5 separate regions of the Mus musculus genome follow, and all the other regions are linked to region 3. The links are chromatin contacts, called in public Hi-C and HiChIP or PLAC-seq maps. All regions are on one chromosome and are shown on one strand. Each heading gives the region's core, a stretch centred on a gene start, on an enhancer-like site or on the middle of the called end of the contact. The rest is flanking DNA. Distances are from core to core; before and after follow the strand shown.

What was found. A called contact is a pair of places that touch in the nucleus more often than the background predicts. HiChIP or PLAC-seq counts read pairs in DNA pulled down with a chosen protein or histone mark.
Region 1: an H3K4me3 HiChIP or PLAC-seq map of bone marrow-derived macrophages shows a contact between it and region 3, with 7 times the contacts expected there. The contact joins two enhancer-like sites. A contact is called at or near these places in 1 of 15 datasets of contacts at CTCF or cohesin (the NIH/3T3 cell line), 1 of 484 Hi-C or Micro-C datasets (bone marrow-derived macrophages) and 3 of 115 datasets of contacts at active chromatin or transcription factors (bone marrow-derived macrophages, double positive thymocytes and embryonic basal ganglia).
Region 2: a Hi-C map of bone marrow-derived macrophages shows a contact between it and region 3, with 21 read pairs. The contact joins two enhancer-like sites. A contact is called at or near these places in 1 of 15 datasets of contacts at CTCF or cohesin (the NIH/3T3 cell line), 1 of 484 Hi-C or Micro-C datasets (bone marrow-derived macrophages) and 3 of 115 datasets of contacts at active chromatin or transcription factors (bone marrow-derived macrophages and embryonic stem cells).
Region 4: an H3K4me3 HiChIP or PLAC-seq map of bone marrow-derived macrophages shows a contact between it and region 3, with 6 times the contacts expected there. The contact joins two enhancer-like sites. A contact is called at or near these places in 2 of 484 Hi-C or Micro-C datasets (B cells and bone marrow-derived macrophages) and 7 of 115 datasets of contacts at active chromatin or transcription factors (CD8 T cells, bone marrow-derived macrophages, embryonic stem cells and 4 more).
Region 5: a contact with region 3 is called in an H3K4me3 HiChIP or PLAC-seq map of embryonic stem cells, with 21 read pairs. The contact joins two enhancer-like sites. A contact is called at or near these places in 1 of 39 promoter capture datasets (cancer-associated fibroblasts), 2 of 15 datasets of contacts at CTCF or cohesin (the NIH/3T3 cell line and embryonic stem cells), 16 of 484 Hi-C or Micro-C datasets (the HPC-7 cell line, bone marrow-derived macrophages, embryonic fibroblasts and 5 more), 23 of 115 datasets of contacts at active chromatin or transcription factors (the 230-238 cell line, the HL-1 cell line, T-cell acute lymphoblastic leukemia and 16 more) and 2 of 9 other capture datasets (adipose tissue and liver).

Annotation. Positions count from the first base shown.
Region 1 is chr5:64,749,601-64,755,716 of GRCm38.p6, reverse strand. No RefSeq gene overlaps it. Among named protein-coding and RNA genes, the nearest start is that of Klf3, 51 kb to the left of the region's middle. Within about 2 kb of position 4,551, at least 35 of the 459 cell types and tissues checked have an H3K27ac peak or open chromatin away from gene starts, as enhancers often do. A contact at or near this core is called in bone marrow-derived macrophages, where this site is marked.
Region 2 is chr5:64,766,217-64,771,864 of GRCm38.p6, reverse strand. No RefSeq gene overlaps it. Among named protein-coding and RNA genes, the nearest start is that of Klf3, 34 kb to the left of the region's middle. Within about 2 kb of position 2,299, at least 2 of the 459 cell types and tissues checked have an H3K27ac peak or open chromatin away from gene starts, as enhancers often do. A contact at or near this core is called in bone marrow-derived macrophages, where this site is marked.
Region 3 is chr5:64,409,556-64,415,153 of GRCm38.p6, reverse strand. No RefSeq gene overlaps it. Among named protein-coding and RNA genes, the nearest start is that of Gm43837, 34 kb to the right of the region's middle. Within about 2 kb of position 4,268, at least 66 of the 459 cell types and tissues checked have an H3K27ac peak or open chromatin away from gene starts, as enhancers often do. A contact at or near this core is called in bone marrow-derived macrophages, embryonic stem cells and microglia, where this site is marked.
Region 4 is chr5:64,674,825-64,680,541 of GRCm38.p6, reverse strand. No RefSeq gene overlaps it. Among named protein-coding and RNA genes, the nearest start is that of Gm26761, 22 kb to the left of the region's middle. Within about 2 kb of position 3,156, at least 67 of the 459 cell types and tissues checked have an H3K27ac peak or open chromatin away from gene starts, as enhancers often do. A contact at or near this core is called in bone marrow-derived macrophages and microglia, where this site is marked.
Region 5 is chr5:64,819,706-64,825,336 of GRCm38.p6, reverse strand. It overlaps Klf3 (Kruppel-like factor 3 (basic)), which reads right to left. Exons shown (of 6, transcript NM_008453.6): 3 at 2,980-3,463; 4 at 2,308-2,458. Gm31684 (a long non-coding RNA gene) reads right to left here. Exons shown (of 2, transcript XR_376977.2): 2 at 5,587-5,631. Among named protein-coding and RNA genes, the nearest start is that of Gm31684, 5.7 kb to the right of the region's middle. Within about 2 kb of position 3,851, at least 24 of the 459 cell types and tissues checked have an H3K27ac peak or open chromatin away from gene starts, as enhancers often do. A contact at or near this core is called in embryonic stem cells, where this site is marked.

The sequences.
Region 1 (6,116 bases), core at 3,302-5,801, 340 kb before region 3:
TTATTGTTGTTTTTTTTTCTTTCCCCAGGCAGAGTTTCTCTGTGTGATAGCCCTGGCTGTCCTGGAATGGCTCTGTAGATCAGGCAGACCCAGAACTCACAGAGATCTGCCTACCTTTGTCTCCAAGAGCTGGGATTAAAGGCATGCACTGCCATGCCCGGATCTGCATTTCTTTCAACATTCTCTTTCTTCCAAGCTCCCAATGAACAGCTCACCAAGCCTTGAATACTCAATGGCTTTTCTTCCCCAAAGATGCCAAGTTCTTCCACAATCCTCCCCAAAACAACATGGTCCGAGTCTGTGTAGAGAGAATCTAATTTCCTGTGTTCTGTGTGGAAGCATCACCTGTCAATAAAAAGCTAATGGCATATTAGCTGAGGCAGGAAGCTCCAGCTGAGGTGGCAGTTCCAGCAGGGAGAGAGGAATTCTGGGAGAGAGGCAGGCAGAAGGGATTTGCCACAATGCTGATAGAGAGATGGAACTAAGGAGAGATAACCAACCATATGGCAGCATATAGAATAACCAGGTTAATTAAGTTACAAGCTAGCAGGAACAAGCCAAATCTTTAGGCCCAGATATTCATTTATAAATAATTCAGTTTCAAAGTCATTATTTTGGGAACTTGGGCATGGGCAGTAAAGTCCACAGTTACAGGTCTGCCATGTCAATACCCCACTTCTGGTACCAATTTCTGTCTTTGTCAGGGTTATTATTTCAGTGATAAAACACCATGATCAAAAAAGCAAGTTGAGCAAGAGATGGTTTATTTTTCTTATACTTCCATATCACTTGTTCATCTTATGAGGTTCCTTCCTTTCAGATGACTTTAGCTCGTGTCAGGTTGACATAAAACTATCCAGCACAGGTTGTTCACTGAGGAATAAGCACAAACAATAAACAGAAAAGTAGTAATACTGACATCATAGATCCAGCCATGCCAGAGGCCACACTGTGGAAACTAAAGGGCTCTGTTTGCCTTTAGATGTACCTTCCTTGGCTGGGGCACTAATATTCTCTGTGTGTTTGTATATGGAGGCCAGAGGTCAGTCTTGGGTATAATTTCTCAGAGACTTACACTTAGGCTAGGTTGGTTGTTCAGAGAGCAGCAGGGAACCATCTCTGACTCCCCAGCAAGGGACTTGCAGATGCACATCATGGTGCTAGTTTTTGATGTGGATATGGGCGTGTGTGTGTGTGTGTGTGTGTGTGAAAATATGCTTATACAGCAAGCACTTTACAGGACAAGTTCCTCAGCTCTTAATACTAATATTTTAAAGTGGAAACCAACTATTTAAAGTCTAGCGATCAGGAGGCTGGAGAGATGGGGTTAAAAGTGATTGCTACTCTTGTAGAGGACTGGAGTCTGGATCCTTACACCCACAACAGGCAAGGCAACTCATGAATACCTGTAACTCTAGCCCCAGGGGATCCAACCTCTGAGGACCTTTGCATATGCACACACACATAATACAAATAAGATCTTTCTCTCTCTCTTTTTTAATCTAGAGATTAGGATTTTGCCACTTGAAAACAGGAAGAACTGGTCACATTGGGCCACATTCCTTAAGGGGACAACTGGCCAGTATAGTATATCTGTAGCCGCTAAAGCACACCTTCTCTGATTACCACAGAGAGAGCCCCCATCTCCTTATGGTCTCCCAAACCTTGAAGCAGATGGGAACCAACATCTAATGTCACATACAATAGGACTTACTGTCCTCCGGGCACTGGTCTAAACACCTTAGCAAAGCATTCTTCCATCAATCCAGCCACCCGTCCACCCATCCATCTGTCAAATGCAAGGGAAGAAAGCAAATGCCAAGTGTCCAACTCTCTCCCTCTAGTACTCTGGGTTTTGCTCTTGACCACTCCATTGTATCACCTGGTACTGAGTATATTTGAGGTAGTGGGGGAGGAGGCAAGATACCCAAAATCAGATGGTACCAAAGTACAGAGGCTCATGTCCAGGACATTGTGTTTTGTTTAATTAGAGAAGGAGCCACACCAAAAAAGGGGGGGGGTGATTTTTGTAGTTTTAAAGATCAGAAAGTCCAGGCAGGTCAACCCCCCATGTGAAGGCCCTTGGAGAGCAATGCCTATTGGAGGAAAGCAGGTTGATGTCATCCATTGGACCGGATGCAGACAAAAGACATGCAATAGAAGAGGCCCTGCTGGGAGGTTGCCCAGGCTTGCCACGGATACCAGGGGCAGGGAGAATGACCTGGGTATTGGGGTCAGGAAGGTGGCCAGAGGTGTCTTTTGACCAGTGTGGTGTGGGATGAAGCCATCTGTCCAGGAGTCCCTCTGAACTTCATTCATTGATTTCACAATAGAAGAAAGTGGGTTTTGTAACCCGGGCATCCCTGTAGTGCTGGCCTGACTGTTTACTTCTGCCTCGGCCCCCGAGCCTATGAGCAAATACTTCAGGCACTGTTAACGAGCAGAAACTTGAGACAGAACTTATCTTGTAATGCTGGAGTTTGCATCATATCCAGGGCGTGGTGCTATTTTAGAAGGCAAGTTAAATAATTACATGTTTACAGGTTGAGCAAACAATGTGTGTGGCCCAAGAGGGCTCAGGATCTGTTCCCTGAATGCCCAGTGAACTAACTTGTTCAGCTGAAGGGGAGACTTGGAGGTATCAGGTGGTTTCAATGTGATACACATATATAAATGCACACGTATGCTTATATTACATAAGCATATATGTGTGTATGGGCTTATATTGAATATCAGTGTATCACCTTGTAATGGAGTAGGGAAGATTAGAGATATTATAATTCAACTGAGGCTAATTAGACAAGCTCAGGTCATTGATCCATCTCTGTACCATGTGTATTATATGTGACATACTCAATATATGACTTTATGGTTTTGGTGTTTCCTACATAAATGATAAATTGACAGAAGTTAACACTACCATCATAGGTCCATCATAAGCTCCACTCTTTTTAAATATTTTCAAATGTATTTAATCTTAATTAATTAACTAATTAATTAATTAATGTGAGTCTATGTGAGTATATGGCTTGTATGTATAGGTACCCAAAAATGTTAGAAGTGTGGGTCAGGGGGTTGTGAGTCACCTGATGTGGGTCCTGGGGACAGAACTCAAGGTGTCATGTAAGCCATTTTTCTAACCTCTAAACTACTTTCTTTAGAGAAAAACAAATAAACAAACAAAACTACAGTTAAACAACTATGTGCTATGTTCTCCTATTCCAGTGTTATGTCCCCTAGGAGAGGGGATAGAACCTTGTTTGTTTCGGTATTAGTGTGGTTTGGTTGTTGTTTCAGCAGACATGGTCTTGCAATGTTGTCTACCTAGCCTCAGACTTTTGTTGTTTGTTTGTTTCTTTGTTTGTGTATTTGAGGTTTCTCTGGGTAGCCCTGGCTGTCCTGGAACTCACTCTGTAGACCAGGCTGGCCTCAAACTCACAGAGACCTGCCTGCCTCTGCCTCCCAAATGCTGGGATTAAAAGTGTTTGCCACCACTCCCTGGTATGGTCTCAGACTCTAATATGCAATCCTTCTGTCTCAGCCTCCTGAGTAGCTGGGGCTACAGGTGCTGGACCATGCGGTGGGTTGGCTTTGTTTTGCTTTTGCTTTGCTGAGCCTGAGCATCAGGCCCGGGTGCTCAGGCATGCCAGCTTTCTTTCTCAGTTTGTCATCTACTGTCATTCAGTGAGGAGTCATGAGTGGCATTAGTCAGGAGCCACAGGTCACACCCTCACCCGATCTCTTTCCCTGGTTTGTTTCTCTCAGATGATCTCCCTCTCTCTTCTATGTTTGCTTTTCAGGGACAATGAAAACCCCGAGAGCGGTCCTCAGGCTGAGGACAGTTTAAATGCATTGGAAACAGGGCAGTCACTCATCCTTCCAGCTTGATAAGACAAAAAGGTGACTGCTTGGGGGCAGGGTCTCTCCTTTCTCTCCCTACTTTAGGCAGGCTTTAGGATGAGTTGCCCCTGGCGTTCTTAGAGGTAGGTAGCGTCAGGGCACAGGTTTGGTTTCCTGGCCTCCTTTGGGGTGACTTTAAATATGATGTCTTGTTAGTTTTGTGGACCAGGCTTCCCCCTTTGGAGTGAGGGGAAGCTCATTTGGGTGCCTCTGCTTCTATGACAATGACACCAGGGTTTGGCACTCCTTGTCTCTGGCCGTTCTGTCCTGGACTAATGTCACTGTCTCTCGAGCTGTTGTCACCAAAGCCTGTGTGGTGACTTTGGTGCACTTTGAGCCAGGGCAGCGTGGAATAACTTCCTGAAGGATTGCTTCCTTCCCCCGGGGAAGGGTACAGCTGTGCCAGTACCCTGTATCATCCAAGTCTCATTTCCTTATTTATAAATCAGCCTCTGATTGCCTCTGAAATGCCTCCTGCTTGCATAGCCTGTGAGCTAAAGGAGGCTAAAGCACAGGTATGCTGGTGGATATCTGAATTCCCAATACTGGGGAGGGAGTCAGAGGCAAGGGAGATTGTTGTGAGTTCCAGGCTGGCCATGAACATGATTTGATCCTACCTCAAAACCACGAGTAAGAAGTTTCAAAACCATGTCCATGGGATGTTTAAAGTGCCGTGTGTATGACTACCACAGATCAGTCACTGTGCAAATGTACAAGTTATTGTGAGGACAGAAATTTTTGGACTGTGGCCAGGAGGCTTGCAAAAGATTAGATAGATCCCAGGAAAATGACACTTGCTCCCTTCGTGTTTGTGTGTGTGTGTGTGTGTGTGTGTGTGTGTGTGTGTGTGTGTGTGTGTGTGTGAGAGAGAGAGAGAGAGAGAGAGAGAGAGAGAGAGAGAGAGAGAGATCTTTGAAGTTGATGAAGGGCTAAGAATGCCTGGTACACTGGAAGCAATAAGCAGTGTGTGATGTCAAGATCAAGGGCTCTGATGGGCAGGGCCCTTCATTTACCTGTTTCTGGTACTTGATGCTGGTATATGGGTTTTTGATGAGAACTTCTTATTATCAGTAAGTCTTGTGACTTGGCATTACCTCAAGGACACCATCATATGCTGTATGTAATAACAGTGTATTGATGACATACTCTTGTTTCCCATAATAGATTTGGGCGTGTCTGATAAGGACTGACTCAGGATGGGCAGGTCTTTCTCTATTACCCAGATACTGAGACTGGCTTTGGTCTGCAGTTGCTATACAGGTTCATCGCACCTGCCGTCTCTCTGATTCTATTACATGTGGATTCTTGGCAGTGCCATCTCAGTTTAGGGCTTCTCAATCTGGCTTCTCTGGGTCTCTCTGGGTATTTGAGAAATCCTTGCAGATCCTTGCAGAATTAGATATATATGAGTGCATTTCCATAGGAGCAAGGCCAGCCAGAACAAAGGGATAAAAGGGATGCAGCTGGAAGTGGTAACATGTATATAATCACAGCACTGGGAAGACTGAGGCAGGAGGATGGTTCTGAGTTTGAGGTCAGCCTGAGTTACCATGTGCTCCAGGCATCTTGGGTTACAGAGTAAGATCTTATCTCAAAGTGAACAACAAAACAACAATGAATAAAAAACAAAACAAAATGGCAAGAACAATGCCACCGAAGGTGTCCCCAGCTAGGGAGGAATGGAAGGGACTTCATAAGATTAAAATATAAAGGTTTAACCTTAACACAGACATCCCCAGCACTGATAGAGCGATCACAGCACTTACACACACACACACACACACACACACACACACACACACACACACCCGCTCCTCCGGTAACTAGCAATGCAATGGTTTTCATGGTTTCAGAGCAGCTGTCTAGGACTGAGCCCAGGGTAGCTGAGGCCTAAGCATGCTTGATGAGTAACTGTGAAGACTCGGCACGTTCTTTGTCCTTAGAAAGGGGGACTGTTTTGGTTTTCCCCCTCAAGAAACGTACGCGTCATAGGACAGTTTCCAGGGAAAGAGAGAAACCGACTTTAACGGCAGCAATGTAAGAGTATCAAGTCAAAGTTTCAGGGTGCGACTTTAAAATTATTTTCATTAAGACTTTTTTTTTTTTTTAAGGAAAAGGAAAAAGGGCTTCTTTCCCAGCTTTTGTTTGTGAGAGAATAACTCCTTTATGCCTGGCTTTGCCTCTAGGCTAGCACGGGGCTGCAGTGCCACACCCTA
Region 2 (5,648 bases), core at 1,050-3,549, 360 kb before region 3:
AAAAAGTTCAAGGAAATGTCAGTCTTTGATCTTGACTTAATCAAGATCAAAATGATAACTAGATGGAACTATGAAACTTAGTGTACCAAAAAAAGGTAAACATGTGGGCGGAAAGGAAAGATTTTTGTTTTGTTTTGTCAGTTTTACACTTTTGAAAATTTCATTATGTAAAGTAAAATTAACAATGTGCATTTGAGACTTATCAAATATGTAGAGAGGTAAAAATGATTGGTAATAAGTTGAAAGACAGGATGGAGAAAAACAAATCCTACAGGTGTAAGTTTGGCATCATACATGAAATAGTATAATGTTATTTGACTACAATGAGTTAAAGTGGGTATTATAAAAGAGGGTTGTTTATAAATGCAGATGCTCCTCACTCGGAGGAGTTACATCCCAAAATATCATCAAGGTGAAAATCATTAGGAACACAGTACCCTGTGGAGTATGAGTTACTTCTCTTTATGATTGTATGGCTGTGTAAAGCTGCCTTGCAGCTGGCAAGCACCATGAGAGAGTATTATACCACATCATGGAGAAGAAGATCAAAATTTAAAATGTAGTTTCTACTTAATGTATACTGCTTTATCAATGTTGTGAATTAAAAATGTAACTTGAACCGCTGTGATTCGTGGGTTGATTGTGCATACCTGTGTATATACCATGTGTAAATACTGTGTATATACCATGTGTAAATACTGTGGAGATAAACTGAATATTAACAGGGACCAGTTAATTTAAAATAAGCAGAAAAGGGGGGAAGGGTAATAATTACAAGTAAATCAAATAAAAAACATTAGCAAATAATTCATTTAAATTTAACCACAGTGATAATTATATTAAATATAAATGGTCTAGACACTACACTTAAGAGTCAGAGGTTGTCACACTGTCAAAGAACAGTTAAGATATAACATAAACAAGAAAATCACCTTAAATGTACAAGCCAGCTGCATCTGAAAGAAAGGCAAAAGACATGTTATACAGATATATATTACAAGAAAGCTGGACTGGTTGTATTAGTATCAGAATAGATAATAGAAAATAGAAATGTTACTGGTAATGAAAAGAGATTTTTCATAATGGTTGAAGTGTAAATACCACCTAAAAGATATGATATGCATACTTTTTGACCACTCTAAGCACAAGGTAGCTTTGAAACATTTGTAGCAAAACCTCACAGTTCTGAAGGATTTTTTTTTTCCTTCAGGGTTGGGGATTGAATCTAGAACTTTGGAAGTGTTATCTACCACTAAGCTACAAACACAGCTCTTCGTGAGAGGACGGTTTAACAATCTATAGTTACAGTTTCAGATTTCAACACTTTTCACTTAATAATCAACAAAGCAAGAAGATAGAATCAACAGGAGTTTGAAGTTGTGAACATTGTCATCAATTAACTGGATCTAATTGGACTTGCCCCAAAGACATCTAAATACACATTTTTTTTCAAGTTCACTTAGGATATTAACCAAAGGAGACCATAACTTAACCATGAAACAAGTCCAACAAAGTTAAAAGTATTGCAGTCATAGAGTATGTCCTTTGACTATAATTAAATAAATTAGAAATCAATAGCAGCTATTTGGAAAAATCTCTAAATATTTGGGAACAAAGCAGGACACTTCCAAACAACACACAGATAAAGGAAACAAATCACAAAGAAACAGAAAATATTTTGAACTAGGAGAAAATAAAAACACATGTACAAAAACTTGTGGGATTTAGCCAAGGCAAATGCGAGACAGTAAAGGCTTATATTACAAAGGTCTAAAAATCAGTAATCTAAGATTTCACCTCGACAAAAAGCAAGAAATGAACAAGTTAAATCCAAATAAGAAGATACAAGATCATAAATATAAAAAGCACATATCAATAAAAGAAAAGAAAAAGAAATGATAGAAACTATGAAAACTAATGTTGGTTTAAAAGTGTTCAGTTAAATTATAACCCTCCAGCTAGACTCAAAAGGGAGAGGGCAGACGTTAGTAATACTAGTAGGAAAAAAAAATGTGTTATAGGCACAATAGATATGAACATAATGAAAAAAACTGTAGATCATTTTATGTCAACAAGTCCAACAGTTTAGACGAATTTGTGCAATGGCCTCTTTTCTGTGGCTGTGAGAAAGCACCATGACCAAGACAACTTATAAAAGAGTTTATTTGGGATTAAAACTTGACAGGGATAAGACTCTGTCATGGCAGGGAGATGTGGCAGCAGGTAGCAGGCATGGCAGGAGGAAGTTTAGATTCAGACCTCGAACCAAAAGCATGAAACAGACAACAAGCCAGAAGCAATCTGAATTTCTCTAACTGCTGCAGCTATAAAGGCTCTCTTACACATTATGGGGAAGTTGCACCAAGCCATGAATCTTGCTGAGTCTTAGTTTTTTTAAAAAAGGTTTATTTATTTATTTTATGTGCGTTGTTGGTGTTTTGCCTGTATGTATGTCTGTATGAGGGTGCCAGATCTCCTGGAACTTGAGTTACACACAGCTGTGAGCTGTCAGCTGGGAATTGAACCTGGGTCCTCTGGAAGAGCAGCCAGTGCACTTAACCACCAAGCCATGTCTCCAGCCCCTTGAGAAACCTTTTAGAAGAACTCTGTGAGGTAAAGGATATTTTTGTGAGCACATAATAGCTGGATACTGTACACAGAGACACGGATGGGCCTCTCTGCAATTCTATAGCTACTATAATCTGAACATTTGTCTGCCCAATGTCTGAAGTGGTCCTCTAACAATACAAGTGCTTGTTGGGCCTGCTCATCTTCATGTCATGTTGTAAATGTCAATGCAATTTTTATTTCCTCAGATTAAGTGATTAGATGAAAGCCATATCCAAGCTCTGCAAACACATGGCTGACTGAGCCTAGAACATTTTCTTTTCTGCCTTTACTCTCTCTAGTCCTTGAATCTTCTTGTCTTTGTAACATCTAATCTTCTGGGAGCCCAGGACTTGACGACTTCAGCTTTCAGCCTCTGTCTACTAACCTAGGCCTAGACTGTTTCAACCAATGAAATTTACTCCTGAATAAACTCATCTCTCTTAGCTCTTTCTGAACATTGGCTGGCTGGTTCAACTCAGCTGTCGGCTCCAACTCCTCTTGAAGATAACTGCTTCAAATCGGCTTCTCTCAGCTTCTGACTGAATTGCTCTGCTTGGGAAAAACTGCCTCTGAACTCCATGGACAGAAGTGCCCTGAACTGCACCAAACTGAACTGAACTAAATGGAATAGAACTGAACAGGATTGAATTGGATTCTGTCTCCTTCACTGCTCTTTAAGTAGCCCCCCTTTCTTGCCTGTTCTCATGAGAGTTGGGCTTATCCTATCTCTCAGTTATTCTTTCGAATGTTTCTCTGATTGGTCACTTTGTCTGCCCCTCAATTAGATGTCATTGTATATGGAATTAAAGGTGTATGTCTGTATTCCAGACAGAGGGATTAAAGGTGTGTGATGTGCCTGCATTTATATCTTTGGATGTGACCTCTTGTTAGAGCAGCCATGTTACTGAATTAAAGTTCCTCTGTACCCATAGCCTTGCAGGGCTTGGAGTATCAGCCCTCTAGTTTTCTGTTCATGATTTAGAACTGCCACCTCAGTCAGAATATCAAGTAGAAAACACTTCCAAAGAAAATTATATTTATTTAGTTGTAAAATCTGTTTTACCAGAGTGGGACGTGTCCTCTATGGCACTTGAAGCTTTTAGTTAAATTTTTGGTTGCTACAAGTATTGTGGCTTCCATGTAGAGAACAGTGATTTCATTTTCTTTGGGTAGAATAAAATGTCCCTTTCCTCCCAGTGTAGACTTAGATCTCGGTGCCACTACCAAGACTTGTTTACACAAGGACTCATGAGAGTCTTTACAAGCTGAGAGCTCTGTGTCCTCAGTTTGCAAGATGGGAGGCTCTGTAATGCTTTTCTCTCTCTACCTCCTCAGTTCCTTCCATGTTTCCAGAGCTTCAGAAGTCTGATTTCCTGGAGAGTAGTGTTTCAAAAACGTTTGGACTATCATCCACTATAAGAACTACACTTAGCCAGGAAACTGTGACTCATACCTTTAACTTAGTACTCAGGAGGCAGAGGCAGGCAGATCTCTGTGAGTTTGAGGCCAGTCTGGTCTACAGAGCAAGTTCTAGGACAGCCAGGGCTACACACAGAGAGACCCTGTCTCAAGAAATTGCTTGATTGGGCAGTAGGTCAGTTAGTCAAATGCTTGCCTAGGGCTCATAAAGTCTTGGGCTTGATCCCAAGCACCACACGCACCAAGTGTGGTGGCACATACCTGTAATTTCAGCACATGAAGGGGGAGGCAGATGATCAGAAATTCAGGGTCATGCTCAGCTACGTAGTAAGTTCAAGGCCAGCCTGGACTATATGAGACAATGTCTCAAAACAAAAACAAAAACAAAACAGATGCCCTCCTGTAATATACCTCACAAAAGAAGTAGCACATATTATAATATAAGTATACATATTAGTTTAAAGTATATGGTAATATAGATGATCCCTTTATTTATTGTACAAGTTGGGAAAATTATTACTGAAGATATAACTACACTGGGACAACAGAAAGAAATTGTCTTTTTTGGGGAAAATTGGAACATATGTCCTAAAACCATTTAACCATATTTATTTTGATACATTCTGTTATCTTATCAACCATTCTAGATAATTAAAAAATGCTTTTGGGGATGTGTTAAACTGTTTTCTGTAGCTCACTAATGATTCTCTTCCAAGCACTTTGATTCCCTCTAGAGAAAAACTAGTTTGTTTTAATATTCCTGAGTCCAGAAGCACTAAGTGTTATTAACATAATTATTTTCATATACAAATATGGAGAACTCAGGCTCCAGGCCAGGATGACTCCTAATTGCCAAAGCTACTCTTAATCCAATTGTTCCTACTTATTCAACTACTAAGTCTTTAGCACTCTTTATGCTTCCCAGTGCTGGCGATGGCAAAGGACTGGCTGTTGGGATTGGGTTGTTGTGTTGTAGTGGTGTTTACACTTATAAAAGTATGTCTTCATAGTACGTGTGTATGAGGGAGTACTGTAGTGTGTTGATCCAGAGACCATAGGGACAGCAGGAAAGGAAGTCCAACAAGATGGCCTGTCAGATGGAATTCTGAAGAGGAGTAGCAATTCTGTTTGTCCAGTTTTTCAGGAGGATACTGTTGACTTTAGGAGTGGGAAGTCTCACCAAAGAACTGCTATGCTGCTGGTAGCTTCTAACAGGCTAGTATGTTGTTCTAGGTCTGTTCGACTTACATTAAACTTCATGAGTGTACTGACCAAAGTGGTGGTCTATTTACAGGGGTTTTGGTAGGATTTCGTTTTTTGGCAAGTGTCTCATGAAGCCCTAGTTCATCTCCTAATTTGCCATGTGTGGTGATTTGAATATGCTTGGCCCAGGAAGTAGAACTATTGGGAGGTGTGGCCTTGTTTGAGGAAGTGTGTCACTGTGGGGGTGGACAATGAGACCCTCATCCTAACCACTTGGGAGCCAGACCTAGTGGTCTTCAGATGAAGATGTAGAACTCTCAGGTCCTCCTGCACCATACCTGCCTGGATGTTGCCATGTTCCTGCCTTGATAATGGACTGAACCTCTGAACCTATAAGCCAGTCCCAATTAAACATT
Region 3 (5,598 bases), core at 3,019-5,518:
GCATCTTTCCTTCCCTGTCTTTTCTCTTCCTGAAATCCTCTCTGCTGAGTGAACAGGCATGCAAGCCTGGGTGGTCATAAAGGAACCATCAAAACTAACAACAAAAAGAGTTCTTAAGGTTTAGAGGCACATTCCAGAGCCTGCAAAGCCAAGTTAAGAAGACAGATGGATACTTGCATCAGATGTGAATCCAAAGGCCCGGAAGCAAAATGCAGGTGAGATGTAGAAAGACAAAGAAGGAGTGACTGACGAGTCTTGTAATCCAGTGGGACACGGTGACAGAGCATCTCTCCCACCATCAGTAAGACATTTCCAAAATCATCTCTGTAGTGCATCACCAAGATGGTGGGAAAGGAAGGCCTGTCCTTAGACCAACTACAGAAGAAAAGCAAGAGCTTAGATGGCTAAGTCACTTTGCTCTTGGAGCTTGAGACACGCCCTGGTGTCACCAAACTTCTGTTTTGATAAGAGCTTTAAAGCCAGGCCTCAGTCAACATAGGAAGAATTAGGAATGCCCCGCACAGATCTAAGACCTCAGAGACCGGCACTGTCAGCATTAGGGGAACCTATAAATAAACTAACTCCAAAGAAGAGGAAATAATATCAGGGCAAAAATTAATCAGTGTAAATATACACATACAGTAGACAGGATGCATAAATTTCAAGTTATTGTTTGAAGTCATATAGACCTGACTAACCTCTGGCAATCCTGATTAAAAGGAAAATAGAGTAATAGTGTTTTTAAATGACATTATGTGTGAATGGAGTAATATAACTCGAGTTACGTGAACATTAAAATGACATGGTGTGGGGTTTTAGCCTCCCAATTCCCTACCTTTGCCTTGTAATAGTCTCCCTCTTTGTATGCTCACTGCATGTATGTGTTTCCTTACCCTAAAAGCAGTCTTTCATCACTGACAAAACAACAAAGCCTAACAAAAAAATAAGGTTTGGTATACATAGATTTACATCGACTAAATTGAAAGCAGAAAGATTCTTAGAAAATCTAAAATCCTAAAATGTTAATTAAAACTGCAAATTTATGAAAGATATTAAAAATTAAATCTATAATTTAAAATCTTCTAACAAAGTAAATATATTATCTCAGTCTCAGATAAATCTCCTACACAACAGAAAGATAGATGACTCTTCCCATTCTATAAACCTGGAACACCCACTAGAAACCAAGGCCACTTTGAAAACCGCAAGGCAGCTACTGTACCAAGGCCATGCCTGCCTGCCTGCTGCTGTGCTCTGTCATGCCCACCATGATGCTAATGGACTCTAACCCTCTGGAACCATAAACTCTTTCTTACTTGCCTGCTCATGGTGTTTTATCATAATAGAAAAGTTACTAACGCACGTTACACAAACTCAAGCATTGCTAAGTCCAAGGCATTTGCACATAGCATGACATTCTTGGAGAAACATACATAGAAGGCCCAAAGACTCTGCCTAATATTGTAGAAAAACTTAAGAGTAATGTGCTGCCTAGTCATATGCCAATTTGACACAGAAACTAGAGTTAGCTGAAAGGAGGGAACTTCATTTGAGAAAATACAGCCTTAAGATTTGACAGTAGAACATTTTCTTGATTAGTTATGGATGGGAGAGGGCTCAGCCCATCGTGGGTGCTTCCATTCCCTGGGCTAGAGGTCCTGCATTCTGCAAGGAAGTAAGCCTAGCAAACCATGAGAAGCAAGGTAGAAAGCAGTACTCCTCTATAGCCTCTGCACCAGCTCCTGCCTCGAGGTTCCTGCCCTATTTTAATTCCTGTTCTGAATTCCTTCCATGATGAACAGTGATGCAGAAATGTAAGCCAAATAAATCCTTTCTGCCCAACTTGCTTTTTGGTCATGGTGTTTTGTTGTAGCCACAGAAACCCTAAGACGAGTAACATTGTAGGCACACAAAAAGTTACTAGATACTGTTGAAATCACATATATTACTGCCCAGACACAATGGGCACATAGCAGCCTCATTTAAGAGACCATGTAGCGCTTGTTCATCACACTGCTTCCAGCCCTCCACATACTGCCTTGCAGGCATTTGAGGCTTCCATAAAGGTTCCTTCCAATGACTGTTGGAACGACCAGACTCTCATCCTGGACCCTCACACAGTGCTTTTGCTATCAATTTTCACCAGCAGTTTCTAGAAATAGTGAAGAAAAAAAATCACCATTGTGCAAAATAAAATTCCTTTTCCAGTCACAGATCTGGCCTTGTGGGCCTAAAACACTTCCAGCAACCCACTAGAGGAGAAACAAGGGAAGAGATCTTTTGACTGTGCCCATCATGGGCCTTTTCCAATAGCCCATGAGATAGCACACGCACAAACTTTGCTTGTTGAGTTTCAAGGTCACTACCTCACCCCATTGGTCCATCTCCAAAGTCCCCTTCTAAAATAGAACTTTCCCCTTCTCCTACCAAGCTGCAGCTTTTACCCTCCACACTAAAATACTTGCAATGTCTAAGATTTAAATGTAAGCCCACAGTTTCTCAATCCTGACAGTCCCCAGACTCAGGACAAGGGAAAACTTTCTGTGATGACTAGGTTCCCAATTCAGGGAAATTTTTAAGACTTCTGATCACTCAAGTTCTGTCCCAGCTTGAATTTCCTTCCTCTTTCTTGCCTTTTTTGTTTGAGGAAGGTTTAACTTCAGTGAATCATTGTTAAAAAGTTAGAAGCAAAACAACTCTGATCATTTGCTAGAATCAGGATTTTAACTATCTTCCCCCAAAACCCATGTGTTAAGGCAGAGGTTCTTAATCTTGTGCTGCAATGTTGCTACATAAGTGTGATTTTGCTACTGTTACGGATCATAGTGTAAACATCTGTGTTTTCTGATGGTCTTAGTCCCTCAGGGGTCACACCCCACAGGTTGAGAACTGCTGTGTTAAAGGCTTTGTCCCCCAACATGGTGATGTTGAAAGAGGATGGAGAGATAGAAACCAGTTATTGTAGGCCTTGAATAGAAACATAGGACCTTTGTCTCTTGTTTGCATCCCTTCTGTGGGGTGGATGTCTTTGCTCCCATCAGACACCACCATGATTGACCTCATTGTCAACCAGTCATGACTGAAATCTCCCCAACTGTATACCCAAACAAGCCTTTCTCTCTACGAGTTACTCTCTGCAATCAGGAGCAACAAGCATGGCTTATCACTCCAGTCTCACCTTTGCAGTTCCTGTGGGCCTGGGCTTCCCAGAGTCCTCCACATTTCCATCCCTAGGATGTGTCTGCAGAGCACACCAGGCTAGAATCAGCTGACATTCACCCCTCTTCTGGGTGTGGAGGAAGGAGGCTAGGAAGGAGAGAACTGGTTAACATCTTACCTCTGGTATGTACTGCTGTAGCCTCTCTGCTGCAAATCCCAGCTCCTCGGTGGGTCGCGGTTTCCTCAACAGCCAAGGAAATCTCAGTCTATAGAATAGATTTTAGAGCTAGGTAGCTGATGTTCTACAGAGACGGGGCAAAAGTGATGGTTAATCTTCATTATCATCTTGACAGGACTTAGGGCAGCAAGGAGACACACCTCTAGGTGAGAAAAAAAAGAGCTAATTTCATCTCAGAGATCCCAGCCCCATCCAGGGAGGTCGGGGCGAGGAGCTCAGCGCAGGAGCTTGAAGCAGAGTCCATGGAGTGACGCTGCTTTCTAGCTTGTTCTCTGGTTTGCTCACAGGCTCATGCTTAGCTAGTTTTCTTCTGCAGTCCAGGACCTCTTACCTCGGGAAGATAATTTGGCCCCATCTATAGCAAGCAATTAGCAACTGAAATAAAGTCCACCGGCCAGGCTGATTTTGCAACTCTTCAACTAGGTTGTGTCAAGCTGGTGACAAAACTAACCAGCAAACCAATATACTGACTATAAACTCCTCCAAAAACATCCGGCCTCTGCTTAACTCTGTTTACTCCATTGTGGAGGGAATATTTGCTGTGTGTAGCCAATGCTTCTAAAATTCCAAGATGCTCCTCCTATAGGGACCATTATTTAGACACTCTGGATTCTGTTATTGCTTTGTAAACCACTTCAGTCTTGTTTTGTTCATTTGCTTGTTTTTGATGAGACCCCCTACAGCCTCTTTGGTATGGCACATCCTATAACCCCAAGAACGTGCCTGGTTGGTATGTTTCCTGGAACTTTCTACAGCTGTCAATCTTGTTCACATCCTCAGACTTCCTGAAACAGTTACCATCGAGTCAAAAATAAATACCCTCACAACATGTGCTAAGCCAGCACCCAGTAAGAGGAAGCGAAGGAGAAAGAAACCTTTACAGAGTCTAACTAGCCCTCAGCTGTGCTGGAATTCAGCCAGCCAAACACAACCTCTGCACCATCTACAGCCTTCGTCCCTCCAGCACAGGCCCACTTCAGGAAAGAGTCCAAAGGCTTCCTCCTACCCTTCCGGGCATGCTGCTTTCTGGGCGTGGCAGTTATGGGTTTCTGCACTGATTGTTTTGTGCTTGGACAGCCTATGCTTTTACAAATAGACCCTAACGGCTCTGAAGTCAGTCCTGCTCGGGATCTTCAGAACAGGCTACTATATTGTTTTCATTTCCTGTGCTTTTAACTTCCTTGTCATAATATTATCCTATACTCGTGGACGCCGCTCGTCCATGGGCCCGAGGGAGAGACTGTCACGTGACAGCAGCCGAAAATGTTACATCCAAATTAAGTCATGACCATGCTGAGGGGTTCTACAGACGCTATTTAAAAATTTGGGGGAACGGGGCTGGCGAGATGGTGCAGCAGTTAAGAGCACCAGCTTTCTTCCCAAGGATCTAGGTTTGAGTCTCAGCATCTACATGGTAACCCACACCATCTCTAACTCCAGTTTTGGGGGACCCAACACTCTTGTCTGGCCTCTGTGGGAACGCACATGTAGGCAAAGCACTCACTCACATAAAACAATGATTTGTAAGAATGTTCAGGAAAGAAGATATAAATGTCATATGAACACAAGGCATGGCTTTAGGCATGCCATATGGCTTCCATATAGTGAACTCCAAGTTAAGAATGGCTTAGAAGGAGCCATTGTGTCCAGAAAGCAACCAGGAGGCAGGGGTGTAGCACCCAGGGATGAAGAAGGTGTACGCAGCACGCTGAGCCTCCTCCACTTAGGCCTCCTAAATCAGCAACTCAGAGAATATATGGCCACAGGCCAGACCCCCATCAGATTCCTTCCCTCTCACAATGCTAAGCTGTCCACACCGGTGTTCCACACAATGACCAGACAACCCTAGTCCCAGTTACTGCCACTGACCCTACAGCCTGCCTGTGACACTCAGGACTTCCAACACCCACAGCAAGTAAACTCGATAGCCCATCTTTACCTACAAACACTCTGAGTATGAGGTTGGGAAGGGAAATAAGCACTGGAAATAGCTAATGCTGATTATAAAGCACGAGGTGTTGAAAGACATTCTTATATCCAAAATGTTAGAAAAAACTAAAACAAAAACAAACAAAAAAAAACCCACTATACAATATTATAAATGTATTGGCCCTGAAACATTAACATTTTAGCTGTTCGATTCTTTGCAGTGCTAGGTCCCTCCCATTGTTAGTGATTTCAATGGCTAGGATACAACTAAT
Region 4 (5,717 bases), core at 1,907-4,406, 270 kb before region 3:
CTTCCCCGGTTCTAAAGCAGGCGTGGGAAAGGTTTCACACCACCTCCCACCTGTCTTTCCAGGAACTCAATTCTGCCAAGAAAGCCACTCCACTGAGGGACGAGTGGGGATGGGGGTGGGGTGGAGGTGGGGGAAGAATGTGGAAGCCACGCCCAGAGCCCCTAAGCTCACCGTTCTTTTATCTCTGTGTGTGACTGTCTTTGTCCTTGTAATAGCTCCTTCTCCTTGCCCACCACTCTCTCTTCATTTCTCTACTTAAGGCCTGGCCATCTTTAAGGAAGCTGAACTCTGCCTTCCCGGAGCTCCGTCACCCCCGCACCCTGCGTCCTGCACGGTCAGCGCTATCCACCCTGTGCATTCTCACAGTGGCCGACTTCCTGTGTCCTGGTGGCTGGGCGAGTATCATCTACTTCCTTGTTTGTTTTTCTGGGATTTTAGAGTTCTCCACGGGCCTGGCTTTGCCTCTTCAGTATCAAGAACATCTGGGACATGGTATATTAATAAGCGCCTGTAGAAGCGGTGGATGCTTAAGAGAACGAAGCTCTCTTTCCAAACAGTCTTTTCGGAATTAGGACGCTCCTTGGGTTTCACTGACTGCCCTGCATTTGTTGGCCTGTCTTCACCCTGTCTTAAGGTCTTGCTATAGGAAGGAGAAGAAGGAACAGGCTTTCCTACTTAATGTAGCTCCTGCCATGTTGCCCTCATTTGTCCCTCAGAGACATTCAAGTTTATAGATGGTCAATTGTGGCTATCAAGTAGCATGCATGATGGAAATATAAACTCAAGGTCTGCTTTGGCTAAGCACCAGGCTGGGGCTTACCCAGCTCCATGGAGGAACCAGATACAGTGCCTGGCTTGAGAGTTAAAAGTCTATGCAGGAGCAGGGCATGGTGTCTCATGCCTTTAATTCCAGCTCTTAGTGGTTGGGGCAGAGGCAGGTGGATCTCAGTGAGTTCAAGGCTAGCCAAGGCTACACAGATAGTGAATTCCAGGGCAGTCAGAGATACATAATGAAACCCTGTCTCAAAATAACAACAATGAAAGTAATAATAATAAAATAAAATTTAAAATGTTTATGAGGACTGCTGGGTGTGGGGTGGTACATGCCTTTAATCCTAGCACTCAGAAAGCCGAGGCAGGAGGCTCTCTGGGAGTTCAAGGACAACAAGGCTCCATAGTGAGACCTGTTTTCAAAGTTTTAAAAGTGAGAAGGCTATGAGGTAATCCAGACTACAGACATCAGAAGAGTGAAGCAGCAGCCCCTCTGCCTTGAGGATGGAGCACTAAGCATTCATGAAAATGCCAAGCTGGTATTGGAAAGCTTTAAACTAAGACAATCCTTGAACATGTATGTGCTTGTTAGCCCTCAGAACTTTCATGGGGCTAAGTATAAATTCTGTGTCATTTTCAAGACAGGGTTTCCCTCTGTGTAACAGAGTCCTGGCTGTCCTGGAACCAGCTCTTTTGCTCACAAAGATCTGCCTGTCTCTGCCTCCTGAGTGCTGGAATCAAAGGTGCACGCCACCATGACCGGCTAATTCTATTCTTCTCAGAGAAGGAAACTAAAGTGAAGAGAGTGACACAGATGGCAGGATGTTCAGGGTGTCTCCTGGGATCAGCATCACTAAGGTCAGTCCCCTAACTATCTGATATACAGTCTTCCTTCCAGAAGGTTCAGTAGGGAGGAAGCAGATGCTGAGGCCCTGTGAAGGCTTGAGAAGCCTTTGAGGTGGCAAAGAGCAGCTTGACTTAATGCAGTTAAGCTGTAAGTATGGTTTTGGAGTTTTGGTTCTTTGAAAACTAGCCATCCTGGAGGGTCTTGAATACAAATGTTCCAGGAATAAGAGTGGGAAGCTGCAGAGTGTGGTAGGGAATGGACTGGGAAGGAGATGAGATAAGATCTGAGGCTCACTGGGGCTGGAGAGTAAGCAGCGATGCTCTCATTACAGAGGCCTGGCTTGAAGATGGAGGCCAGTGGTCCTCAGCACATGTTCAGAGGATAGGACATGATCGGGCCAAGTCTACACCAATGCGGGCCCCAGCTGGCATTCACAGTATAATCCAGTAATTGGGAGTCATCCAATACACTAGACAGTGGGGCAGTGCATCACAGTCGGGGGTTGCTAGTGAGCTCTGACCTGAGGAGGAGAATCTACTCATCATGGAGAGGAGACAAGCCCAGGGCTGGTAAAGATGCTGTGCTAGAGGGAGAGAGGCAGACTGGATGTGGGCCTGGATTGTTGGACAGGGTGTGTTGGGAGTTGCGGAGATGGAAGCATGAGAAAGGTGCCATTTGTGACTTTCTGCCCTTCCTCAGATGAATTGACACGTGTGAGCTCCATTCTTCTTTTTTTTTCTTTCTCTCTCTCTCTCTCTTTTTTTTTTTTTCAAGACAGGGTTTCTCTGTGTAGCCCTGGCTGTCCTGGAACTCACTCTGTAGACCAGGCTGGCCTTGAACTCAGAAATCTACCTGCCTCTGCCTCCCAAGTGCTGGGATTAGAGGCGTATGCCACCATGCACAGCGTGAGCTCCATTCTTGCCTACAGTCTTGCGAGGGAGGATTGGTTCTCATACTTTATAGATACGATCATAATTTATTAGAGTCTCCAGGGCTAATCAGAGGCCATGGTCGAGGCCGAATTTGAACACAGACCTCATTGTCCATCCCCAATACACAGTGAGGGCAGAAGGTCCCCAAGGGGACCTAGGAAACCAAGTTGTGCCTGTCTCCTCTGATGAGATTTATGACTGGATGACCAGACTTCTCCCATCCTGCTTCTATCCCAAGCTCCTTACAAGGGAACCTGCTTGGAGGTGCTCAAGTCAGGGCTTGCAAATGGAAGGGGCCCTCAGGAGACCTGGGGGATGGGGCAAGGCTAGGGCAAGGCCTGGGAGTAAGTGTGGTTAGGTTGAATTAAGTGGAAGAGTAAGTTGCTCAGAATACCGCAGGCCTACACCATTCTAAAATGAGTTTACAGTAATTCTAGATAAAAAACATGACATTCAGAGACAATGCTTAGAGATGGGGGGGCGGGGTTGGTTTATTTTATTTTATTTTATTTTTCTCTGACAGTTTCAATATAATTTAGCACTTTCACTTTGGCAGATAGGCCTGACCTTTCTGTGGTCTGAGGACCGCTGACTCAACATCGGGGTAAGGCATGGGGCACACATGACTGAAAGCTAGCCTAGCTATTTCCAGTGCCCCGTATCTCCTCACTTGGACTTTGGAAATCTCTGAAACCTGGACCCTTCGCTCTGATGGAACTGGGTCTAGGTAGGGCATTCATTACTTAGAACCTTTTTAAAAATGAGGAATTTCCCCCAAGTTCACAAGAGGCAGAGCAGGGTGCTGGTTTAGCTCCATTCTTCCCCATTTTTTTCTTAGGTGGTGCAGATGGAGACTGGAGAAAGAAAAAGAGGAAGGAAGAGGAGCGGGGGAGGGACCACAGCAGAGTCGGGGAGCTCTCGCTTCCCAGGGAAGACTTTGTTTCTTCCCAGAGCTCAAACTTAGGTTTTCCTGGACTAAAAGAAGGTTTGTCTCCTCTAAATAACCACTGTAGAGTTTATTTAATTTTTTTCTGGGTTCATGTTCCCGTGGAACCAAACTATGAACTTGATCATTCCTCACCTGAAAACACAGAGCCAACTTTCCACCTTCACAAAAACAAAAGGCAGCACCTACCCCATGCCCAAACCCCAAAGTGATGTTTCACACGCTTATCAGAAATCAAATCTGCTGTGCACACCAGGAAGTAGGGCCAGCAAGCCAGCTGTAGCCAAATCAGATCTTTCCCCTTGACTTCCAATGGTGAGGCGCAGGACTTGCTGACGGGGAAGAAATGACAAGAGTGAGGTGAGGGTGCCTTGCTGTTGCCGGTCGTTCGGAAGACAGAGAACATGGCTATCTTCCGTTTGGGATAAGGAGAATCTAGAACCAGCAGAGATCTGGAGATGGTGAGCGCAGGGCTCAGAAGTCAGATGAGGTCACGATTTAGAATTTCATGTGCCCTCAGTGCGATCCTGGTGGGCTCTATGGATTTTCCCCTCCAAGAGTAGAAGCTGAACTCTGGTGTGAATAAAAAGGAAGCTGTCAGAAATAACCCTGATGCAGAAAAAGGAAACAAAAGGAGGGGCTGGGGGGAGGCTCAGTCAGTAAAATACTTGCTGCACAAGCATCAGAGTCTAAGTCTGCATCCTCAACACCCACGTAAAAGCGGGGCCCACTGGAGCACAGCCCGAACTCCAGCACTGTGGGAATGGCTGACACGGGAAATTCTGGAAGCTCACTGGACCGCCAGGCTAATCGTGACAAATCAGTGCACTCCAGTTCAGCGAGAGACCCTGTCTCAAAATACAGGGAGGAGTATGATAGAGGAAGATGCTCAGCTTGACCTCTGGCCTTCACACACACATGTACACACATGCATGCACATGTGCACACATCCAAATGCATGCATGCACATACACCACACAACATCACATAGGCCACACACACACACACCCTTATTCTAGCTGGTGGACTCAAGCCTCAAGCTCAGGTGGAGTGTGCTCCTAGTTTTCACTTCAGAGTTATCATGAATGTTATCATGAAGAATCCGGAGGAAGCAAGCAATAAAATGCCCATAAAATGGAGCCACCATTTTGTCCAGTGTGAAATCACCCAGGAGAACTAAGCTCTGTTCTGAGGCAGTACTGACTTGTTGGAAGAGTAGAGAGAGGTGGGCTTCTAGATGACTTTTATTTTCTCAGCAATGCAAAAGGTTTGTATTTGCTCTCCAGTCATTAAACCCCAAATGTCAAAGCACCAAATGATTTGAGCCTCTGGTTTTTAAGGACTGAAACGTAAATACGGTTATATTTCAGGGAGAACATCCTAATCTGGGAGGATATAAAATGTTTTTGAGGATGAGGGTGGTCCTTGGAAGTGAAGGTGGTCACTGGTCATTGGTCACTGGTGGTCCTCTGCTGTCCTGCAGACACTGAATTTCTGGTGCCTCCAGTCACAGAATGATTATGCTTGGTTTCTGTGCATATAGACTCTTGCATATATAGAATCGTGCATATATAGAATCGATCTATGCATGGTCATTATTATATGTGGATGAAAACCCCCTGTAGAACCAGGATCACACTGAAGCCACGTAAATTCTAAATCATGACCTCATCTGACTTCTGAGCCCGTCGCTCAAAATCTTCAGATCTCTGCTGATTCTAGATTCTCTTTATTCCTGATTGAGACTAGCAACTTTCTTCTGTCATTTCTTGAGTTTTACCATTGAAAGTTAAGGGGAAAGATCTTATTTGGTGACACGGGCCCTCTTAGTCCTACAAGCTTGAGTTTGGGGTCTGTGGCTTTTAGGACCACAGGCATGCACAACCACACCCCAAACCTCGCTTTTTAAAAGACAGTTTTAGAGTAACAGGAAAATGGAAGAGATAATAAGACTTCCTATGTCGTTCTTCCCTCGTTTTAACGTAAATTTAACATCTGCTCTCATGGCACATCTGTTGAGGTTATGAACCACTCTCGACCCATCAATTAAAGCCCCCAGAGTGCTCCCATCTCCTCTGTTTCTTCTGCTGAGCCAAGATTCCATCCAGGTAGCACATTACTACTTTGCTCCTCTTAATGGGGAATCTCTCACCCGCTTTCATGGCTGGATGGCGTTGACAATTCTTTAGTGATCATTTTTATTGTCTGTTCTCTGTAGAGG
Region 5 (5,631 bases), core at 2,602-5,101, 410 kb before region 3:
CTCTGCCTCCCAAGTGCTGGGATTAAATTTCTAAAGAGATCATTTGGGATCAAACAGGCATAGACTAGTTACTATGTAGCAGATACCTGCTCTGAGTTAAATTGGCCCTTCCTAAGTCCGCATCCTTACGCCCTCTCCTGTTTTTCTGGTCTCCCATTTTCCTGTTCTAAATGCAGCCTGACAAAAGGAATGGCATCTTTTGAATTTTATTTTATATTTTGTTATACCTTTGAATGCATTTAAAAATGATGCTAATGCTGTAATTCTGGATCAAGCAAATGAGTTTCCAAGCTGTGAAGCCCACGCCTAGGCAGCAGGGTTTCAAGGCTGGTGTTGCTGAGGGGCCAGGCTCACGGCAATGTTCTAGGTACTTGGCTTCAAGCAATTCTTTCCTGGCTAATGTGTTCTATGTGGGCTGCTACTGGGCCCACTCCAAGACATTACTTAATCCCATCTGCGAAAGAATTACATAGAGTGCATGTTCCACTGTGGTTAATCTACAGAGGTTTTTGTTTTTGGGTTTTTTTTTTGGGGGGAGAAAAATGCATCTTAGGTCAGCATTAAATAAACACATTACTCATTAAGCATTCAAAAACCTCCAGCAGTGAGATCACTAAAGGAATATTACTTGAAACAGAAATATATAATAATATAATATATATGTGTGTGTGTGTGTGTGTATATTTAATATATAGCTCAGCCTGGCTTAAATGCCTGATCCTCCTGCCTCTACCTCCCACATGCTGGGGTCACAGGCATATCCTACCACACCTAGCTGGAAACAGTATTTCCTTTTAAGCAGTATTTAAAGAATGGGAGACTACTTTCAAATACTTTCCCACAATGTCTCACATTTTAATTTGTAATGTAAGTCTAGCCCTGTGCTATCTACTGGCCAACTACACGCCCAGAGAGACGGAGCTCAAAGCAGGTACCCCGTGTCAAGTGTGGGACCGTGGGTGTATTGGGGGTACCTTAACTAATATGTTGGCTTATCAGTTCTCTATCTGCTCTGAATAAAGGAACTCACTCGAAACACCTGGAGCTGGGCATGAGGCTTCATGCTTGCAACCCTGATAGTCAGGAGGCTGAGGCAGACAGGTCAGGAATATGGGGTCAGCCTGGGCTGTACACCAAGACCCTGTCTTTAAACAAAAACAGACAAAAACCCTAAAACTGAACTTCAAGGGGAAGTACTATACAACTGTGAAAAAGGAGAGCACTGGCCTCCAAGCTGCTGAGAAAGCCACACAAACCAGAGTTGGGTGTGACCGCAGTAGACCTGAAGTCACCCGCAACAGCTTCTGTGAAGCCAAGGAACTCACACTCTACTGTTGAGCAATGTGACAGGGGAAGAGAAGGTAGGACAGGAAAAGTAGGCAGAACATTTGCTGAAGCTGGAGAGAAGATCCACATGATGGATGGTGGGAGGGACCCTGCAGAGGCAATGGCTGTGGATGCTGAGGCTGTCCCAATTAGTTGGCTGGACCCAGTGCAGAAGCACTATAGAGTTGGTACAAGAGCAATTACAACAAAAAGGCAGAAGACGTGGGCAGTGAGAATAAGCTTAGTCCTCGCGTGCTGAAGCACAGCGCCCGGGTCAAAGCCGTCTTCCCAGACGCTGCTCTCTTCAGGGGTCAAACCATGAACTGTGACTTAACCATGTGAGGTACCACCCTGTCCAAGCAGAGGCTCAGATGCTGGCCAAGGCAGAGCATCCTTCCTCCTGGCTTACAGCCCTGCAAGTGAGGAGAGGCTCCAAGGGCAGCCATGATTAAAGACGCAATGCCAAGATTTCTTTCTGCACTGAGCTCCTCTGAGCTGCAGGAGAAGCTTCTGTGGCCAACGCTGCCGCTGGCCTGAAGATGTCAAACCATAAACACCATAAACACGCTCTACTGCACTACAGTGACAGCGGTGGGTGAGGGGCGTTGGGGCGGCTGCTGTTTGACATGGGACAACTTTTGGTTGTTCAAGCAGATATGAACATCAAATCCAATCTTCATGAAAACACTATCAATCCCACGTGGATGGCAAAAGAAAAGAAAAAATAAATAAAAAACCAGAAGATTCATGTGGTCACCTTGGGGGACCCATTTAGTGAGGTTGACACAACGGTTGCAGGTCTGGTCCATGTTGTTCTTGGAGACTGTCTTGGCCACGGTTAACTGAGGACAAGTGATACCACACCAAAGAGGCTGTCTGCGGCCATCCACAGCACATCACATGTTTGCAATTCCATGTTTTATTCCGGGACCCCAGGTGCATGGCACTACTAAAACACCAGGTCTGCCTAAGTATACTTACTCTTGCAACAAGGCTTGCGGGGGGGACACTGGGTTCATTAAAGGGGGTGACATTTCTTCAGGGTAATAGTCAGTCCTCTGTGGTTCAATTCCAGGCTCTATTTTAATTTTTTTCTGTAATAAGGGCTTCTCATATGATTCAATTACAGGTACTAAAAAATAAAAAAAATAGAAAAATCATTCTACACACAATGTATCAGTTTCAGCTTGCGAAAGCTCACCTCACGGCTTTTGGGGACTAGATTTTTATATGTGTATTTCTTCATCTCTGGCAAGGTTACCAGCAGGACTTAATCTGTGAGAGATCCTCGCTTCTTTTGAAGCAGGCAGAGGACCCTGCAGCTCAAGATGACTCTCCACCACAAAACCTGGCTAACCCCATAGTCCCCTCCCTAAGGTTGACAAACAGGTAGCTTTTAAGAGCCATTAGCAGCGTGATCAGAAAGTACTTAAATCTCTTTTGTGCCCAGGACTGTATTGGTACTCAGTAAATCAAAGTATAAAATACACTGTGAAAGTAACTAATTGTTGGATGCTCTCCCAATTTCATCACTTCAAAACAAAAACAGAACAATTTGCCCCAGGATATCCTTTTGAGGATATAATAGCTCTGCCCGGTGTCCTCACCAGACTACTAAGCAGGTGCCGGGTGTAGGGGCATGGCAGAATTTACCTGGCATGCCGCTGTTTGAATTGTCCATCTCTTCCGACAAGGAAACCATGAGAGGCTGCTGCAGGTGGCTGGTATACATAAAAGGAACGGGCTGGACCACGACGGGCTGAATGACGGGGAGGATGCCTGGGCTCCGGATTCCGTGTCTGGACAGCGCGGCTGCCATCACAGGCGGCATAGACAGGGGTACTCCAAAGGGCTGCACGCCAGGAGAAGGGGGCGAGTACTTCTTAATGGGCGGACTGGAGGAGGGCATGCTGAGGCCAGGTGACGCTCTCCGGTGGGACGGGAACTTCAGAGAGGAAGGAGAACCGCCCGCAGCAGGCGGGGAGCCCCGCTTGTTCACCGTGAGGTCCACCGGCTCCACCTGTATCCCGTGAGTGAGGCCTTCTGGGGTCTGGAAGAACTTATCAGGCAACGGTGTGGAGTAAATGACCCCATATTTGTTGGGCTTCATCGATTCTATGTAATTCGACGGGAAGGACTATGAGAAACAATAAAAAGAAATAGAGACGTTTAAGGAGACATACTTTAGATCCGGAGGTGTGTGATCCCCAAAAAGCTATGGGAGAGATGGGTTTAGCAATTGCTAGAAAGTAAGGTTTGCTGGGCCCCCAAAAAAACCTGAAGATTAAATTCATGATTTTTATATTCAGTGAGAAGGCTGATGGCTGGCAGGCTCCTAAAGCTGCCTGCATCATGAAGGACTTGAGGCCTTCAGGAGGAGCCAGCACTGAAGGCCACCAAGCAGGCCAAACTATAAAACCTGAGCTGGGTTGGTTTTTGAGACAGAGTCTCACTGTGTAGCTCTGGCTGACCAGGAACTCCCCTCCCTTCTCAGCACTGGGATTAAGGTGTGGCCCACCACACCCAGCACACTCCTCCTCCTGAGCTTCTCTGGCTTTGACTGGGATTACTCTTGGGCTCACACTCTTTCTTCTCTGGGTCAGACGGGCTCAGTCTCTGGACAGCTATGAACTACAACTGTTTTTCCTTGTAGAAGTGACTCTCTGGACCTTGTACCAGCAAAGCACCCAGGAATAGGAGACCGGACCATGAGACTTGCAGCGATGGGGAGATCCTTGTTGTGGGGCACTGAGGAGCCCTTTTCCGGGGTGCTATGGTGGTAATACAAGATAACCTATGTAATCCTCTCAACTTCACTCATGACACACTGGGTTGTCCCAGGAGAGCCTTCCAGCCCTTTATGCAGGAGACGCACTCCAAGGCTGTAAGACTCCAAACTCTCAGATCACAGTGCAGCCAAGGATGGCTAGGCACACTGTTGGGTATACTGACTGAGTGTCTAGGGGAGCAGCAGCCTAAGATGGCAAAGACTGTCACCTTTCTAGCCAAGTCTTAAGTGACAGAGATAAAGAGTAAAAAGATGAGCTGAATGCTAAAAAAAAAAAAAAAAAAAAAAAAAAGACTCCCAATACGGTGCAGAAATATGCAAAGCACTAAAACCAGAAAGTACAAGACACAAGGATTCTGGCATCAGCTCTCAGCAGGGGTGGAAGGGTGAATAATGACCATCCCAAGACCTCATCTCTTCTCTCTTCTTAATTAATTAGAGACAGGATCTAACTCTATAGCACAGGCTGTATTTGAACTTGTAGCAATCCTCCTGCCTCTGCCTCCAAGTGGTGATCTGTACCAGCACCACGCAGCTCTACCTTTCTTTTGAACTAGCCACATCCACCCAAGTATATATATAACAAGGCAGAAGATCCAGTTTATACAGCAACATCAGCATTAAGCCGATTTAAATTTAATTAAAATAGGGGTTATTAAGAGAGCAAGGCTCACAGACACTGTACAAAGAGGATCTCGATAATTAACTCCAGGGAGAAGCTTTCTGTGTTTTATTTCTCCAAAGGGCACAGCTCTGGTGGGAGGCAAGACTCCATGAAACAGATGGGACAGAGGGCAGCAGCACGCGATGCGGCACCTTCCTCATCTCAGCCCTGTTCCTCCAAGACTTCCCACTGACCTAGATTTTAAGGCCCACAGATCCTGGCAGCTGAACAGCAAGCAGAGTGAGGACACCCTGCCACTGCTGCCGCCGCTGGGTTTTTCTCTCCGTGGCACGGACCTCAGAGACGTGGGAATTCAGACACGTGCCAATTTGGTAATATCCTCAGGGTTCTCCTACACTGTTTAACCTACACTGTGCATCTTCTATATACACTTAGTGCAAATGGATGCCCCTCTCCTCTAGACTGCCTTCAAGTCTCCATCAAAGACCCAGGCTAGGTGTAGGGCGTACTCTGGGACAGGCACCCAGCCCCAGGTCCATAATTAACTCTTTCCAGTTCAACTGCCTCACAAAAGGGCAACGAAATATAGCCCTTCCTTGGCTCACCCGCAAGTCTGAGAATCTTCTCTAAACCAGGTTTAAGTATTTGGGTGGAGCACGAAGCCTACAGAGGTCTGGCACCCGTCTGGCAGGCACGGTGTAAAATGTGACGCACATCAGTTGTGACCTGTGATGAAAATTCCACTGGGATAATGCCAATACTTTTGATTCCTGAAGACATGGGGATTGGGCGGGGGAGGGGAGCTCGGACACTCCTCCAAAGGTCTCAGTATTTATAAAGTTGAGACTTAACAGTTTCATATTTTATTAGGTACAGTTTTGATGAGTTCTCT